Regions from separate parts of the Drosophila melanogaster genome. Here regions 1 and 2 are each linked to region 3. The links are chromatin contacts, called in public Hi-C and targeted proximity ligation maps. All regions are on one chromosome and are shown on one strand. The core of a region is the stretch at or near the end of the contact, and the rest is flanking DNA. Distances in the headings are between cores, read along the strand shown.

Region 1 (2,810 bases), core at 305-2,804, 170 kb after region 3:
ATAACTTGGCTTGGCTGAATTCAAAGACCCAAACAAGCAGTCGCTTCTAGAGTAAACAAATTTATGAATGACATAAAAAAGCGGATAAAAGCAGAAAATTATCTCGCTCTTGAAACTCCGAAATTAAACGTTAGTCCAATGATTTACTGCTTCACTTATAAGCGTGTTAATTGCCTAAATTTCCTTCACTGCTGAACTTGATTACTTGTTCTTTGGCGGCGGTCCACTCAATTGCCATAATATCAATCTCGCAGCCAGACTTCAAGTGTCAAGTGCAGTGTCTGGCTGCAATTAACCCTCTACTACCCCATGGTACCTCGCCTAAGGTCACATAAACCTTAAATTCAATTCCTATTTAATCGAGTGCAATTTAATATTTCCACAATTTTTGGTTCTAAGTACCAAGTATTTCAGCAAGGTCTCAGTGGGTTAATCTCCGTCAAAGAACCGAAATGCACGGCAGGCGTTGCAATCCACGGTCAACACGACAGGTTTCAGGTTTCCTTCTAAGCCCCTGAACAGCCAAATCGTTGGTTTTGACACAGATATAGCCATGTTATGGCCGTATTGGCCGGATCGGCGCTTGCATTTGGCATTTCGTTGGGCAAACACCACCAGATGACCTCGACTTTCAATCGCTGTGAGAATGTGTCTGGCATTCTTTGCGAATGTATCTTCAGACGATTCTCACACAGATCTTGATACGCACCTCGGAATCGAGAATTACACGCCGATAGGCATCGCGAGAAAAATCTACTAGCCGGCCATTACGAGTGAGATGCATTTTCCCCAACATTTATGCCTGCGAGCTTTACATCTGGGCAGGCTCACATCAATTAACCCGCAATTACAATAGAATTTAATCATGTGCCTGCCAGTTCACGTCGCACAGTTGGCCAAGTTGGCCAAAGGGGGGTTAAGCGATGGGGCTGGGCAAAAAGGGGCGTATTAATAACCGCGCTAAGTTCAAGAACATCGCTGATGGTTATTGTCATAGTTTCGTCGCGGCAATATGTAATTAAATCTGCGGATTGCAATCGATTATAAATACATTGTGAGGCATTTGCGGGTGGCGAAGGCTTTGTTTGTTGATTGAGTGAGTGATTTAATAAATTGTTCCGACTTTAGGAGCAATAATTTTCTTCTACGATAATTGAAGTTATAATTTGAAGGACAACGTATTCAAGTACTCCATGTACTTAACACCCTATAGAAAGGTGGCCCAAATCTAATAGTTTCATATCGGTTACTTAATTGTTTATTATACCATTTTAAGTTTAATGATTTGCTGACCCCATTTTATGATAGCTTCCTCGGAGGTTTTTATGGCTTTTTGAAAGGCAAAAACAGATCTCTGTTATTAACAGAGTGCGGTTCGAGTCCATGCTCCCCCCTGATTGCTAAGTATACACTGGGTTGGTTTTATGCTAAAAGCATTATCCAAGTCTTGCTCCATAAGTATCGTTAAATAAATTTAACAATAATTCAATCGCTGACTGGTCGCACTATTATATCGCTACGGTATATATTTGACGAAACAGACGGCGGCCACACTACAGACAAATAAAAAATTGAACCAATCGTTGCAATTGCACTTCAGTTTTCGTTCAGAAATAAATACGTAGCTGCAAATAGAGGACTATCTCCGCCGACATTTAAGAAGTACAGTTAAAACCGGGAAAATGGAGAGAGCAGGCCTCTTGGCCGTTTTGGCACTGTGCTGCGCCTTTGGTGAGTGGAGAAGAGATGGAGAGAAGTGCGAAAAGCGACGTTGAAAGGGAACCACAATAATAGTTTAGTCATAGCTTATTGCGTATTCGTGCTGTGCACTCTGTTCCTCAACCGTTGCTCTCTTTGTTTGTTTGCTTTCTTGCAGGCGTCTTCGCCGCTGCCACGCCCCTTTTGGGCTCCAGCAAGTGCACCTGGGGACCCTCCTACTGGTGCGGAAATTTCAGGTGAGTGCAAAAAAGTGGGTGATACAATAAACGGTATATTCGGATAAATCGCTTGGTCATCGAACACCACAAAGTTCTCGAAGGCGAAAAGCTAACCTCTCTTAACCCCCCTCCAAATAGCGATATTACTTCTCCGCCTCACTTGCCCATTGTTTGCAGCGAAGACTCGTCTGTTCTGTTTTGTTCTCGGCCGATAAGACTATCACTCGAATCGGGAATCGAATCACTTTGCTCTACATAGCTCTATTCGCCGATAACCCCTGTTATTGCAAACTTAACACTAGTGCCGCTCTAATTGCGTCCCCTTATTTTGCGTTGTATTGTTTTACAGACTCGATGTTTTCTCTGAGTGCACTTTTCGCAATACTCTCTGCCTTCATATCCCATATTTCTGGATTTCCTTTGTCTGCACATTCGCTGTACAAATCAAATTAACAGTACCGCCAGTCGGAACATTTAGACGGCAGAGTTAAGCGCTCGTAGGGGGCACAACTTTATCGACACCGATTATATGCATGAGTAATCCAGAGGAGCAGATCGTTTTGACACAGCTCCCTTTTCTGTGCACCGCCAAACAAACCACATGATTGCTTTGTTTATCATTGTTAATTCGCTGTAGGCGGCAACAGTTGTTCCTTATCAACGAATTCTGACTAATCCCTCAGGCGTATGATGAGTACAGGGGAACATCCGAAAGTGCAACTTCTAAGCCTTAACACAATCACAATGCACTTGAAACCCTTATCTTAGCCATACTCACAATTGTAAATTCCTCAATGGAGTGATATTACATTGCGGCCACAAAGGATCACCTTACAGAAGCTATACTGTACGTACATATGTATGTATGTTACA
Region 2 (2,880 bases), core at 264-2,763, 140 kb before region 3:
TATGATGAATTGTATTTGCGGTGACAACATTTCAGCTTGAGCGTGTAAATATTATTGGAGCACAGCGGCGCGTCCTTTGCCAAGGATAATGATTGCCCTGACAGAAATGCAGCCAAAGGACGAACGGCAAACAAGGCGAATTATACCGATACTACACTGAGGCAAAACTAACGCTTAAAGTCAGTTTTAGTACGCTTTACCATAATTCAAAATACTGGTCAATTGGGTTTGCTTTAGAATATCTAACATACTTTTCCAAAGCCTGAGTAAATCCTAGACTTGATTTTCTCTATGTGCATCATCCTAGGCGCCTGATGTCACATGGTCAAGCGTTGAAGGCTTTCCTCTGGTGCCCAGTCAAAGGCTCCTGGCAGACTATCCAACTACCAACTACCAACTGGTGACTGGTGTCTGTTGGCCATGGTGTCGATAAGCCCCAATTGTGTACGCAACGGATGCAGGACAAGCACAAAGAAGCTCCCGTTTTGGGGTCCTTTGTTTGCCGGGCTTTGATATTTAGCCGGGTCCTTTTTGGACTCCCTGCCGTGCGTTTTGGGAAAAGATATAGTATCTCTGCACTGGACATCCGCCTCTCTTCACTTAATTAGTGCACTGCACGGGGGGTCTGCCACAATCTCCTCATTCTAATTATAAATTCGGGGTACTGGGTGTAGCGCCATATATTTCGGGTTTATCAGATTTCAGAGTGAAAACATGTGATAAGCTGAGAACGTGGAGATTAGCTTGGGTAGGTAACAGGAAAGACGGTAACATTAAAACCATAAAAAATATTCCACCAGTCAACAGGAGCTGTTCTTTCTCGATAGTATGAGAGGCATAAACAATGAACTTCAATTTAAAAAATATTTTGCGAAATTAAGTTAAACCTGAAGTTAGTGAAAATAATCCTAGGTATCCATACGTATTCCCGTATATACCCTCCGATTACAGGGTATACAAATGATATATCTTCTTTAAACTGGTTTTCGAATTCACCCACAGCAATTTGCACTTGATCTCTTGTTCAGGCTGTTGTTTTATTGCAGTTTCTGCGGGGATTGTTGTGGGTCAGCTGCTTGAATTCCGCTGATAAATAGCCGGCTGGAAAATCCGACACGAACGCACACACACGCACACAATGTCACTTCGTCGGTTTTTCTTTTTGCTTGGGTAGATTTCCACTGCCCATTCATATGAATGTTTGATCCCGAAAGACTCTTATCGATGCGATGGTTATCTCGACGGATGAGGTTTTTATTGAAGTCTTGGCAACACACTTGTTTACAACCGTACCTTGAAATTCACGCTGGGCAATCGGCTTATAGCCCCAAACGCCCTTTTCGCTGTGATAGCACCGCGATTGTGGGCGTGGCAGTTTTGCGATTCCCGCCTCCGAAAGCGCCAGATAACGCAGCATGCTGATGGATTAAAAACGAGGCGTGTATGCCGGATCACCTGATAAGTTCGCAGCGAAATCGCGGTCTCTTCTCGCCGCCGTTCGACCCAGAACTAAGGGCAATTCACTTTTGTTTGAAGCCGGGACCCCCATATTCCAAATAAACTAAATTGCTGATAAGCTGGGAAATAAACCGGGAGAGAACAAATCCCTCCGAAAAGTAGTGCCTACTTTTGGGCTGGTGGTGTGATATGATCGCTGTTAATTAACAGAGCGCTTGTTAAACACATGTATGAGATGATAATGAATTTCAAAATAGTTTCTTATCAGTTAACTAAAGCTGATAATGCAACAGGTTCGTTGGCCAATAATGGATTGCCTTTGAGAGAGGGAAGAGTTGTATCCATTAAATTAGTCATACATATGCTCAGGAATATATTGAAATGAACTGTACCATAGTTAAAAACATTTTTATATTTATATATATATTTTATACATAATTATGCTGTCGTTTGTTTAAAAGATATATGGGGTACATTTTCAACACCAATTTTCCCCTAACAATAACCACTATAAAAATATATCTTATCCTTCGATTTTTATTATAGCAATGTTTATCTGCATTATTGTTTTATAATACCCTTTTAGTCACACAAGTTGATCCTCAAAACGCTTTGATTTTATTAATTTGGAGTTCCCCACTCTGCACTTGATTTCTTCATTAATGAGGACCATGACACTTTCATGTCCTAATGAAATCCATCAGTAGGCTTTTTTACGGGCGGCTGATATTCATAACTCTAAAGCTTCATCGGAAATGCCTATTAATGGTCGGTAATGGGTCATTGTCTATAATTAAACCGGAAGCGTGCTCTCATCAATTTCGCATCACACACATACATGTTTAGGCTTTACAGCCCATTCAGCTTTTCACAAAATGGCCGCGTCATGAGTATGATTAACTGTAATGGAAGTGAATCACAAATCTGCCAGAGACCATTGTCAACAGAGAGAAATATAGGTAACGGTCCCACGAATGGGCATAAACAAATAGGTTGGTAAATTTGGAGCACAGAGAAGAGAGTGAAGCTTCCCGAAAAAGCCAAGCGGGCCGAAGAAGGAATGCGTTATCGGTGCGTAGTATTCCATTGATAAGATATGCCTAGCTTTATCTGGCCGATAAGGCAATGTTTCACAATCGAGTAGACGGCGACAGGTGAACTGAGTTTTGGCAACGCCCCGATCGGGCCGTTAGAGTTAACTTAACTTCAGTCTTAGCTGAGCGGCTCGCTGCAACGAACGTGTTTTCCTGCCTGGTAATTAAAGTTAAAATTGAAAATTGGTGACAAGTGATAAGAGAACTGATAAGCCATTGCCTTAACTGATGATGTCATCAAGTGAAAATTGTTAGAAAATGAGGATATCAGAGGAAAAATAGTGTACAAATTCGCATGAATTGAGTGCTTATTGAGTGATACTTTTAT
Region 3 (2,974 bases), core at 128-2,627:
TCGTCGGCGATCGCACGTCTTTGCGTGTGTGAGTGGGAAAGATATGCTTTGAATTAGTGTGTGTGTGTGAGCGGTTAAACGAGTTGTTTTCTCGTTTTACTTGTTGTATCTTCAATTGCCTCGTTGGATTGCTTTGTTTTCTCTTTTTCCCAGCCAATGGGAGACAAAGGCGGGTTTTTACGAAGATCTTGAACGATTCACCAATAAATTGAAAATGGAGATTTCTATAGTTGCATAAAAAAAATGCATTCTGGCTAATGTATATAAATACAGCAATGGAAAATTAAAATCGTAGGCAAGTGCAATTAATGTGATTTATTTTGTCTATATTTCATTTTAAATTGCCAGCCCCAATATCGAATCGTTACACTCTTTTCACCCCTTTTTTTGTTATCATTTTCGAGTGATTGCTTATCTACCCTACCCCCACTTAAAAAGAAACACACCTTGGCACATACTCCCAAAAAAAAAAAAACACATTTTCTCATATATGCATACATAACTGGATCTGCTTCCTTTTTTTATGTCATCGTTTCTTGGGTTACACAGCCGGAAAATGCACGATGTGAGGGTAAATGGGGAAAGCGGTTGGGCGGACTAATGGAATTCACACGTGTTTTGCTTTATTCGTATTGCTGCAATAAAAGTATACGTTTCAGGTATTTCGATACATCTGTGTAACATCAAAATTGGCATGCTACCTATAACTGCAAGACATGCCAATGAAATCCATTTTCAATTTCTATTTACACGAGAATTTGGAGCACAAGCCTGTAAAAAGAGTTAACAACTTTTCTTAAGAACATTGCAAATTAAGACATAAATTTTATTTACATATTATTGAGTTATCAAATTTGTATATTAGTATAAATATCATTTCAGAATGATTTTTTTTTTTTTGTATTGTTTATTGTATTCTCTTTGAAAATAAAATTAAGCAGATGGGCCTTTGAATGCATAATTCAAAAACTTTCAATAACTTTAGATATTTTCAATTGCATTTCTGAAATAAGGCGCCACCTTTTGTTTCGGGCGCCACCTGGATACCACTTTCGCCAACTCATCCGCTAGGTGGCGCAGCTCAAAAATATTTTTCGTCCATCTGGCAGCACTGGGTCTATGTAAGAACTAGTGTGCCCATATAACAAAAACAGCGTTGTCAACTTGGCTATTTCACAGCTTTCCAGTTACTCGAACTTTGAACTTATGGCTAGCTGCAAGGATATAATTTCGTTTTTCTTTTGATTTTCCAATACTCTTGCGCTATTTTCTTAATGTGGTACTTCGAAACCAACTTTGGACTATCTTAACTTAGTATATGAATCACAGTTTTTCACAATTACATATCTTCTAGACATTCGCTGAGGAGTAAATACCAGATGGTAATTTTCTTCATTATCGGCGCGGTCACACTGCGAATATCAAGATGGCGTAAATTTGTAAAAAATCGTCGAAATCTATGTGAAATAGCCAGAAAAATTGAAACGAAAGCGCAGCGTTGATGCAAAACGTAAGTGGTCAGTAGCGTTTCGGATCGACAGACCCGTTTGCGAGCGAAAAAGCGGCGGTTACCACGCGCAGGAAAACTCGAATTTCCCAACAGCATTTCAGTGCTCATTGAGAGTGCGAGTGTGTGAGTGAGTGCCCTCGTCTTTGTGTTGGTGTGAAAATGCTGAAGCAGGAGGGATAGCAACGTGCTCGCGGTAGAAACCGTGCGAGTGCGGGCGGGACGACTAGTGTGCACGAATCTATTGCCAGGGCAAACGACTCGCATAAGTTTGGTTTTTTTAATAAGAGTCCGAGTTCCGTTTGGTTTCGTTTAATTTTCTCGAGTTGATTGGCAACAAGATGCTAATCAATGTGGCCATAAAATCAGAGAAGAACAGCATAACCGACTCGAAGATAAACGATAAAAATAACTGAAATATGGCAGCAATGCAGTATTATTAAAATTATTGCATAAAATGCGCTTGCGTGTGGCCCCAAAAAGTGCGACTGTGTGCGTGTGTTTGTGTGCGACTGTGGCAACTACAACAAAAACAACGTCTGGGCTCTAAAACAAAGAAAATGAAAATTATTGTGGCAGAATCAATCCAATTAAAAAATTCGATTTCGATTTCAGTCGAATTAGAAGAAGGAAAAGCAGCGTCGCCAGCAGAGGAAGTGGGCAAAGCGGAATAGGAAACAAGGAATATAAGAAAAACAAGCCACGGTAAGTGCGGAATTTGTTCCACTGTGCGTTCAAGTTTCCCTTCTCCACCCGCTATCGGCTGCTCCTTATCAGCCCCGTTATTCGCAGTGCATTCGTGGAGTGCCGTTAGTTTTCGGAGGCCATTAGCGTTTGACAATTAATTGCAAGTTTCCTTCCCCTTCTGAGGTTTCCCCGTTGGTTTTGCTCTGGTTTTTGGTTTTTCCATTTGCTCTTCCCTGTTTACTTAAGCTTTTTACTTTTGTGGCGCCTGCTGGAACAACTGTTTTTTGTATCTTCTTTGTTCTCCAGTGCGTTTTTTTGCGGAAGCTTTTCGGCAGCCGCCAACGCAACGTGCAGCTGTTTTGCAATTGTAATCAATTCGTGTTTACCCGCTGGTCCGAAACAACTGCTGGATACCCTGGGAAATATTTAGTTACCAATAGGAAAGACCGCGTTTTCCCTGCTAGCCTTCCAGTAAACAAATTAAAGCTCCTAAAATTAATACCACATTTCAATTTGACTTACAGTGCTTATACAGTGATTTCTTTCTGTGTAGAACATGGGAGATACAAATAAAAAACGGTACATTTCGGTTAAATAAATCAAAGCCAAGGCGAAAACAACAACAAACACAGGCAGGTTTTGAGGTTAGAACCGCAGAGTGAGTGATAAAGAGTCGGGAAAAGGAGGAGAGAGAGAGAGAGAGAAAGAGAGAGAGCGATCGAAATGCGTGAGCGGTAAAAGAAAGCGCACAGAATGTGGGAAAGAGGAGTGGGAAGGGGT

What was found. A called contact is a pair of places that touch in the nucleus more often than the background predicts.
Region 1: a targeted proximity ligation map of the Kc167 cell line shows a contact between it and region 3, with 4 times the contacts expected there. A contact is called at or near these places in 11 of 107 Hi-C or Micro-C datasets (the D17-c3 cell line, the Kc167 cell line, the ML-DmBG3-c2 cell line and 5 more) and 5 of 7 datasets of targeted methods (the Kc167 cell line and the S2 cell line).
Region 2: a Hi-C map of the Kc167 cell line shows a contact between it and region 3, with 2.6 times the contacts expected there. A contact is called at or near these places in 7 of 107 Hi-C or Micro-C datasets (the Kc167 cell line, the ML-DmBG3-c2 cell line, the S2 cell line and 2 more) and 3 of 7 datasets of targeted methods (all in the Kc167 cell line).

What each region holds. Positions count from the first base shown.
Region 1 is chr3R:30,887,806-30,890,615 of dm6, reverse strand. It overlaps Sap-r (Saposin-related), which reads left to right and starts at 1,554. Exons shown (of 7, transcript NM_079858.4): 1 at 1,554-1,731; 2 at 1,877-1,955. The coding sequence starts at 1,683.
Region 2 is chr3R:31,195,549-31,198,428 of dm6, reverse strand. It overlaps CG1544, which reads right to left and starts at 1,513. Exons shown (of 12, transcript NM_143592.2): 1 at 1,294-1,513. The coding sequence starts at 1,417. mesh (mesh,) reads left to right here and starts at 2,667. Exons shown (of 14, transcript NM_001170310.1): 1 at 2,667-2,712.
Region 3 is chr3R:31,059,613-31,062,586 of dm6, reverse strand. It overlaps dco (discs overgrown), which reads left to right and starts at 1,377. Exons shown (of 4, transcript NM_001276203.1): 1 at 1,377-1,510; 2 at 2,123-2,212.